Regions from separate parts of the Danio rerio genome. Here all the other regions are linked to region 3. A link is a contact called in public Hi-C and HiCAR-type data. All regions are on one chromosome and are shown on one strand. The core of a region is the stretch at or near the end of the contact, and the rest is flanking DNA. Distances in the headings are between cores, read along the strand shown.

Region 1 (3,416 bases), core at 497-2,996, 190 kb before region 3:
GATTTATCTTCACCGTCAGACACTCATCTTCATATAGTGCTGTTTATTTAAGAGGAAATTATGAATCATGTTTGTTAGTGTCAATGACTTGTTGCAGATTTTCAATAAACAGGAGACTCACAATAAAGGACTAATAAAGATACTTCTATAGTGATTCCAGAAAAGTTACATTTGTTGAAAATTTCTAAGATTAAAGAGGGTCCTTCGACTAATTATGAAAGTTTTTAGTGTGATTACAGTGTCACAGCAGAGGACACGCTGCTCCACTGTTTAATATATGACTTGTGTAGATGGATAGATGGATGGATGGATGGACAGAGAGTGGGATGGACGGATGGATGGATGGACGAATGGACAGACAGATGGACAGTTGGGTAGACAGACAGACAGACAGACAGACAGACAGACAGACAGACAGACAGACAGACAGACAGACAGACAGACAGACAGACAGACAGACAGATAGATAGATAGATAGATAGATAGATAGATAGATAGATAGATAGATAGATAGATAGATAGATAGATAGATAGATAGATAGATAGATAGATAGATAAATGGATGGATGGATGGACGGAGAGACAGATGGACAGACAGATGGACAGTTGGATAGATGGAAGGATGGATGGATAGACAGATGTATGGATGGACGGAGAGACAGATGGATGGATGGATGGATAGATATATAGATAGATAGACAGGTGGATGGATGGACGAACGGATAGACAGACAGACAGACGGACAGACGGACAGACAGATGGACAGTTGGATAGATAGATAGATAGATAGATAGATAGATAGATAGATAGATAGATAGATAGATAGATAGATAGATAGATAGATAGATAGATAGATAGATAGATAGATAGATAGACAGATAGATAGATAGATAGATAGATGGATGGATGGATGTATGGATGGATGGAGAGACGGATGGATGGATGGATGGATGGATAGATAGATAGATAGATAGATAGATAGATAGATAGATAGATAGATAGATAGACAGATGGATGGATGGATGGATGGATGGATGAACGGATGGATGGATGGATGGATGGATGGATGGATGAACGGATGGATGGACGGACAGACAGATGGATGGATGGATGGTTGGATGGACAGACAGATAGATAGATAGACGGACAGACAGTTGGACAGATAGACAGATAAATAGACGGACGGACGGACGGACGGATGGATAGATAGATAGATAGATAGATGGATGGATAGTTCACCACATCACCACAATTAAGTTCCTGCCAAATATTCCATTCTAATATGAATTCTGTGTGATTAATAAGCGCTTGTAATCGGTGAGGACCGGTGTGACGTCCTCATTAGTGGCCGGTTTTCATATTTTACTATGTAAGCCAGGACAATTGAGCCCTCACAAGTATAGCTAAACCAGAACACACACACACACAAGCATCTGACCTTGTCATATTATACACTGATGTGTGGTGTGTTTGAGTGCGTCTCTCAGTGACACACACACACACACACACACACACACACACACACACACACACAGATCAGTTTGTTCTCGACGGGGCATCAATCGCCTGCCTCTAAAACAGCTTATCAAAAGCTGCCAGGCAATAAACATTTCACACGGCAGTCGACGCGACACAAACCCCTCCGAGTGTTTAGTTCTGCCCTTCACGCTGCGTTTCCTTGACAACTGGCAACCGCGCGCCGCCACGGCAACGGAACCCATTCCATCTCAATGACACAAGCGGGAGAATTCTCCATCCTCCAATCCGGTCTGTGAACGGGAAACTTGCAGGAGACTGAAGGAGAATAACAATATATAGAGGAGTTGTACATCTGCTAGCGATTAGCATGACATCAGCTGTTGTTGAAACGGGACCACCGGCGGGGGGAAAGGTGAACGGGGAAGTTAAAGACGCTGCCAGTCTCCGTGTGATTGTTCAAAGCGTGCGCCGTTATTAGTGATGGCTCAGAGTTCAGAGAGAAACACGGAGCTGGAGCTGCTTCACTCACACACACTCTCATTAAACACACTCTGACAGTCGGCCACACTACAGCTGTGTGTGTGTGTGTGTTTGGGTGTGCATATACATATATATATCTGTGTGTGTGTGTGACATTCCCTGTGAGTGACCTCTGTATGTCAGTGAGTCTCTTGTTGAAACTGGAGCTCCAGTCTTCAGCTTTGAACTGACATTTGCACTCTTGCACTGAGAGTTTCCTGCTTTAGAGAGAGAGAGAGAGAGAGAGAGAGAGAGAGAGAGAGAGAGAGAGAGAGAGAGAGAGAGAGAGAGAGAGGAAGAGAGAGAGAGAGAGAGAGAGAGAGAGAGAGAGAGAGAGAGAGAGAGAGAGAGAGAGAGAGAGAGAGAGAGAGAGAGAGAGAGAGAGAGAGAGAGAGAGTCTACTATCATCAACTGATCTCCTATGGATGGATGGACAGATAGAGGGATAGACAGACACTGGGGGGTGGGGGTGGGGTTAGATGTATGAGATCCAAATGTTTACATTCATATAATAATTAATCACCTGTTTCTTATTGTTCAGTCTCTAAAAGTGACGGGGACGTATCACCCCCATCCCCGATTACTATGCGGATCGATGGACAGATGTATAGTTAGATAGATAGATGGATGGATGGATAAGATAGATAGACAGAGAGACAGACAGACGGATGGATGGATGGATGAATGAATGGACGGACGGATGGATGGACAGATAGATAGATGGATGGACAGACGGATGGATGGACGAATGGACAGATAGATAGATAGATAGATAGATAGATAGATAGATAGATAGATAGATAGACAGATAGACAGACGGATAGATGGACAGATGGATGGATGGATGAATGGACAGATAGATAGATAGATAGATAGATAGATAGATAGATAGATAGATAGATAGATAGATAGATAGATAGATAGATAGATAGATAGATAGATGGATGGATGGACAGATGGATAGATGGACAGACGAATGGATGGATGGATGGATGGATGGTAAGATAGATAGACGGATGGATGGATAAGATAGATAGACAGAGAGACAGACAGACGGATGGATGGATGGATGAATGAATGGACGGACGGATGGATGGACAGATAGATAGACAGATGGATGGACAGACGGATGGATGGACAGATGGATGGATGGATGGATGAATGGACAGATAGATAGATAGATAGATAGACAGATGGATGGATGGACAGATGGATAGATGGACAGACGAATGGATGGATGGAGGGATGGATGGATAGATAGACAGATAGATAGATGGACAGATGGATAGATGGACAGACGAATGGACAGATGAATGGATGGATGGATGGATGGATGGACAGATAGATAGATGGACAGACGGATAGATGGACAGATGGATGGATGGATGAATGGACAGATAGATAGATAGATAGATAGA
Region 2 (3,246 bases), core at 438-2,937, 230 kb before region 3:
AAGCTTCAGTATTGATGTAAACATCAGAATTGTGTTGCTTTTAGATGAAAACACTGCAAAAGTAGCTAAGAGTTTTGCTAATAAACGAACAACACGGACTCTAGTGCTCGTATATCCACTAAAACATCATACAGAACATCTATCCAGTCCTACATATGTCAGAATAAGGATATTTACTTGTTTTATTTATCTGTTATGCTTGATGACAATGAAGCAACATTTCACCCATTTTAGACCTTTTATGTTCACTGAAACATTACTATAGACACTTTATCTATGCACATATAATCACTTTTGTAGATGTGACTCGATGCAGACACTACATATTTGACCCAAATATGACTATATTGCAACAATGGTATCACAACAGCACTTTCCAAAGGGATATACCTTAAAATACACAATTTCATAAACACAAAACACTGCTGAATGACATTAGTGTACAGTTTAGAAGTAAAAAACTAATTAAATCTTAGGAATATCTCTTTTTTTTTTTACGAATTTTACGTATATCATACAAATTCTCCCAAATAAAGTTAGTTAAATGTGTAATAATTATAATAATAGCATCATATAGGCAATTATCGTGTGTTTTAGCATTAAATTATGTCTGCATGATGTTTAATAAAGAATGTCAAGCTTCAGTATTGATGTAAACATCAGAATTGTGTTGCTTTTAGATGAAAACACTGCAAACGTGGCAAAGAGTCTCAATACTAAACGAACAACACGGACTCTAGTGCTCGTATATCCACTAAAACATCATCCAGAACATCTGTCCACTTCTAAATATCTCAGAATATCTAATTGACTTGTTTTATTTATCTGTTATGCTTGATGACAATGAAGCAACATTTCACCCATTTTAGACCTTTTATGTTTACTGAAACATTACTATAGACACTTTATGGCATGCTGTATGCCATCTATGCACATATAATCACTTTTGTAGATGTAACTCGATGCAGACACTACATATTTGACACAAATACGACTATATTTACAACAATGGTATCACAACAGCACTTTCCTAATGGATTTACCTTAAAATGCATAATTTTACAGACATAAAATACTGCTAAATGGCATTAGATTACAGATTAGAAATAAAAAAACAAATAAAACCTTAAAATATCTCATATATTATAAGAATTATATGTATATTACACAAGTTCTGCCAAATAATGTTAGTTAAATATCTACTAATAGCATCATAAGCAGTTATCGTGTGTTTAGTATTAAATAATGTCTGTATGTGGTTTAATAAAGAATGTCAAGCTTCAGTATTGATGTAAACATCAGAATTGTGTTGCTTTTAGATGAAAACACTGCAAACGTGGCAAAGAGTTTCAATACTAAATGAACAACACGGACTCTAGTGCTCGTATATCCACTAAAACATCCTCTTTCTACTGCTAAATATGCAATAATATGAGTGTAAACAGCAGTGCGGTGTGCTGAAATACAGTATATGGACGCGGACATTACTGTACATCGCGTTTCTTACCTTCAAACTGATCTCCAGTCCGTCATTTCACAGCAAACACAGCTGATGCGGTTCTCCATCAGGTCCGCTAGTACATTCACATCGGATTATCGCAAATTAGCATCATAAATGATCATAAAACCCGAGAGTTGCTGCTCCTCAAGGGCACGAGAGCTGATCATCACCGTTCAACGGGAAATTCAGCGGACCGGTTGCGACTTGTTGCTCCGCCGTGGTGTAGCAGAGGGGCGTAACATGTGTTAGGCTCCGCCCCTTCACCGTTGCTGCTGCTGCTGCAGAGAAGGGATACAGCTGCGGCCGGAAGTTAACGAGAATTATTTATATTATTTATTAAATTATTCGTTAAATGTATTTTATTAACATCAATCCTTCTCTTATCCTACATCAAACCATCACAGTAATGTAAAAACATTAATTATACCGAGTACTATTTATATTAATAAATACATTAACGATTATATTGTATTTTATTAACGTCTACCCCTAGGGTTCCCTAATCCAACCCTCATAGTAATGTAAAAACAGTTTTCATGTCGAGAACTGTTTATATTATTTAATAAATAGCCCATTAAATTGTATTTTATTAACGTATACCTTAACCAATCTTCACAACAATGCAAAAAACAGTAATTATACCGATAATTGTTCACATTATTTATTAAATTAGCTATTTAATTGTATTTTATTAACGCCTTCCCCTACTCCAACTCTATCCTCGACCCTCACAGTAATATAAAAACAGTTATTATACATATTATTTATTAAATTACCCCTTAAATTGTATTTTATGAACGCATACCCAATTCTTACACTAAACCCAACCCTCACAGTAATGTAAAAATATTAATTATTGATGTATAGTGTCATACAAATTATATTGATGTGAGTGTCCGCAGCTGTATCCCTTCAGCACTTTACCGCTGCAGAGCTTTATAAAGCACGTGGACGGATGTACCTGCGAAGGCCTTGTGTAACTGTACTCCCCACTTCCGTTCTGCCCTTTCACATCAGCTGTAAATGAAGGTCAACAGAACTGCACAGAGATTGCTCTCATCCTTCTATTAGCTTCTCATATATGGGTGATGTTCCTCCATCACTGTGTAAAAATGAGTAAACCATTTGCATTAGCCAGTAAATGTAGGTAATACACGTACAGGCCATTTTATTAGGTACAACTGTCCAGCTGCTCGCCGACGCAAATGTCAATCAGATGGCAGCAGCTCACTGCATTTAGGCATGTAGACATGATCAAGAGGATCTGCTGCAGTTCAAAGCGAGCATCAGAATGGGGAAGAAAGGGGATTTAAGTGACTTTGAACGTGGCATGGTTGTTGCTACCGGACGGGCTTCTCTGAGTATTTCAGAAACTGCTGATCTACTGGGATTTTCACGCACAACCATCTCTACCCAGCAAACATGCCAGTGTGGGCCCACTGTGGGTAAGTGTGGGTTTACTGTGGGACAGTGTGGGCAAGACAATCCCACAGAAAAACACATGTGGGCCCCATGTGGGGTAGCCCATGCAGGCCCCTAAAATATTTTCCCCTTTGGGACCCACATGGGGTTTCTGTGGGCAAGCCCACAGTGGGCTTGCCCAAAGAAAAACCCATGTGGGCCCCAATGGGTCAGCCCATGTGGGGCCCAATGGATTTTGCCCTTTGGGGCCCCAACTTGTATTTCGTGGGTAAATAAGTTAAATTTTATTTAGCTTGCATATAAAAGGTACAATAAATCATTTT
Region 3 (3,319 bases), core at 747-3,246:
TGTGGGTTCATTGTGGTTGTTATGGTGCTGTGGTTGGTTGCTAGGGTGTTCCAGTTGGTTCACTGTGCTTGTTATGGTGCTGTGGTTGGTTGCTAGGCTGTTCCTGTGGGTTCACTGTGGTTATGGTGTTGTAGGTGGTCGCTAGGGTGTTCTTGTGGGTTCACTGTGGTTGTTATGGTGCTGTGGTTGGTTGCTAGGGTGTTACAGTTGGTTCACTGTGCTAGTTTTGGTGCAGTGGTTGGTTGCTAGGGTGTTCCTGTGGGTTCACTGTGGTTGTTATGGTGTTGTTGGTTGCTAGGGTGTTCCAGTGGGTTCACTGTGCTTGTTATGGTGCTGTGGTTGGTTGCTAGGCTGTTCCTGTGGGTTTACTGTGGTTATGGTGTTGTAGGTGGTCGCTAGGGTGTTCTTGTGGGGTCATTGTGGCTGTTATGGTGTTGTTGGTTGCTAGGGTGTTCCAGTGGGTTCACCATGCTTGTTATGGTGCTGTGGTTGGTTGTTAGGCTGTTCCTGTGGGTTCACTGTGGTTATGGTGTTGTAGGTGGTCGCTAGGGTGTTCCTGTGGGTTCCCTGTGCTTGTTATAGTGTTGTTGGTTGCTAGGGTGTTCCAGTGGGTTCACTGTGGTTATGGTGTTGCAGGAGGTTGCTAGGGTGTTCCTATGGGTTCACTGTGGATCTTATGGTGTTTTGCGTGGTTACTAGGGTGTCCATGTAGGTTTACTGTGGTCTTCATGGGGTTGTGGGTGATTGCTCCTACGGATTCACTGTGGTTGTTATGGTGTTGTGGGTGACCAATTCTCTGTTCTCAGGAGAAAGCTCATTCACAAGCACACACACAAACACACACACACAAACACACACAGACACACACACAGACACACACACACACACACACACACACACACACGCACACACACACACACACACACACACACATCAGTCAGAGGGACCTAACAATTGATTTTATGGCAAGAAAAAAACAAAGAGCCTGGAAAAAAAAGGTCCTGTTCCAAAATCCATAAGCAAAGTTTTTAAGTCAGTGATCTAAAAACACCCGAGACACTCAACAGAAACTCAACACAGAACACAGTCAGGGATTTGTGATGATAATATTGCTAAAATTAATATTATAATGCTCAAATTTGCATACACACAGACACACTGCAATGAAAACATTCGATTTCATGTCAAAACTACAATATTTTTTAGATTTAATAAGTGTACTGTTGCCTTCCTTAGCCATAATCTTATAAGAGGGCAAAAATATACCTTTGCATACATACTTTTTAGATAATGCTAATCTAAATAAGGAAGACAAATACAAAATACTTTGCAACGTGCTTCAAAACAATTAATAAAAAGCCCGTTTAAACACTTGAACACTACTATATTGTACTGAATGAAGCTGAATAATGAAAAACACGTGACATTATTTGACTGTTCAGCATCAACAGGTTACACACTTAACGTGATTGCTCTCAAACAGTCCGCACTGCCTAATACTTCATGAAACTGTATGAACAAATAAATAAACCAGAACATAATGTAGCATAAATACCCCAGATTCTCCTCTTTTTGGGTCTGTTTTCACGCTTTGTGTCGATTTATGTGTTTATTTTGATGGCGAAGCGGTGCTGTAATGAGGAAAGGCTTGAATGAGGGAGTGTCGCCATCTTGCGGTGAGGACCGGAAACACGGTAAAGTCACATAGCATCATTTTTGTTACACAATAATTAATAAATTATTGTACAGCAATGATTAATATTTTTCATTTATCTGAGTTTTGGGGTAGAGGTTAATAAAACACAATTTAATGCATAATTGAATAGTTAATACGAGTAATGATATCATGTTTTTACATTCATTTTCACCACCAGTGCATCCAATATCAGTTACATATATCAATTTTTCACATTCAGTTAAATTCTCTGTTATTTAAAGGCAAGCCCTGCATTTCAAAACAGCGGAAACCCAAAATTCCCAAAAATCGGAAACCCAAAGTTTGTGAAGCTTTGACTGTACACGTTTATTAGTTCGAACATGTTAAATGAAGTTGTGAAGTGAATAAAGGGAATTTAAGATGCTTTTAAGATATTTTAAATTAGGTCGTCCACGTCTAAATTGTGCATCTTAATTAATGAAAAACATTTTCCGGTTTGCAGTAAAGCCCGCGAAAAGTGTCTCGCTTACCTCATTTACAAAAAATGTATATATATTACCCGAAATAATCACAAATACAACACTTACATATTTTAAAACTTTACAATAACATAATATTTTTATTAGCTATATTTATTCATAAAACGGCTGCAGTATACGTTTCAGAAATACTTTTATCATGCTGCTCTGTAAACAACATACGTGTGTAAATAATGCTGTTAATGTTGCCGAGCGTGGTTACTAAGGATGACCCACAACTCTTTTAATATTTAATATCGCCCAATCAGCGTCAGTGAGCGGAACTGGAGGCTGAATAAACAGAAAGCAGCAGCAGAAGGATCCGTTTATTTGATTATTATTGGTTTATTTGAGATGTACAAGTCTTACCAGCCGCTCAAACCCGCGACCAACAAATTCCTGCAGCAGAAATGGGACCAAACACAATACCAGGAGCACAGAAACAAGGTCTGGGCCAAACTATTATCCAAAATACTGTTTAAAACGAGCTTCATGAAGTATTTTTGTCTAGTTTTAAAACATTAAGTTCAATTGAAATGAGAAATGAGGTTACTAAATGTATTGTCAATAATGTTTACTTTTAAATATACAGTTGATACAAACGTATTAGCCCTCGTGAGAAATTAATGGTTTTGAAATATTTCGCAAAGTGCAATTTAAAGGCTTAACTAGGTAATTTAGGCAAGTTAACAAAATGTTCTTTTTCCAACAACAGAACAAAGCACTGTCATTCAATAAGGAGGCAAATAATTTTGACCACAGAGTTTTTACATTTTTAAAATATGTTTTCATATATATTGCAGCCAAACTGCAGAATTTCTCCAGAAACAAACATGTAATGCTGTGAGCAATATTAAACAGCCCTTGGGAAATACTTGAATTAAAATTAATATTTCACAGGAGGGCAATAACTTGGTCTTTAACCCTAATTTTTATGCTGTGTTATGGGGAATTTGAAGTGTCTGGATCAGTGAAGACTGCAAAAGTATTAGCGCAATTCTGTATTTAGAGTTGAAGTGATGAAGGTGTCTGTGTTTGTTTTTCTAAGGTGAAAGAAGCCTCACCTGTTGTGGACACTAAAGGCATCCAAACACCTGCTCATGTTCAGCACAAACTGAAGAAAGTGCAGGTGAACATTCATTCA

The links. Hi-C and Micro-C count contacts between places; a contact is called where the count stands out from the background. HiCAR-type assays count read pairs that join an accessible place to other places.
Region 1: a contact with region 3 is called in a Hi-C map of hematopoietic stem cells, with 5 times the contacts expected there. The contact joins the enhancer-like site here to the promoter of si:ch211-284k5.2 in region 3. A contact is called at or near these places in 7 of 18 Hi-C or Micro-C datasets (caudal fin, embryo, hematopoietic stem cells and 1 more) and 1 of 4 datasets of contacts at active chromatin or transcription factors (caudal fin).
Region 2: a contact with region 3 is called in a HiCAR-type map of caudal fin, with 6 times the contacts expected there. The contact joins the promoter of gramd2ab here to the promoter of si:ch211-284k5.2 in region 3. A contact is called at or near these places in 5 of 18 Hi-C or Micro-C datasets (caudal fin and embryo) and 1 of 4 datasets of contacts at active chromatin or transcription factors (caudal fin).

The regions. Positions count from the first base shown.
Region 1 is chr25:1,267,010-1,270,425 of GRCz12tu, forward strand. The region is part of intron 3 of znf609a (zinc finger protein 609a); the gene reads right to left. It also overlaps a transcript of twf1a not described here. Among named protein-coding and RNA genes, the nearest start is that of gramd2ab, 33 kb to the left of the region's middle. Within about 2 kb of position 1,747, at least 20 of the 62 cell types and tissues checked have an H3K27ac peak or open chromatin away from gene starts, as enhancers often do.
Region 2 is chr25:1,233,851-1,237,096 of GRCz12tu, forward strand. It overlaps gramd2ab (GRAM domain containing 2Ab), which reads right to left and starts at 1,688. Exons shown (of 12, transcript XM_073942620.1): 1 at 1,508-1,688. It also overlaps a transcript of twf1a not described here.
Region 3 is chr25:1,460,063-1,463,381 of GRCz12tu, forward strand. si:ch211-284k5.2 reads left to right here and starts at 1,997. Exons shown (of 5, transcript XM_005174216.4): 1 at 1,997-2,622; 2 at 3,224-3,304. The coding sequence starts at 2,530.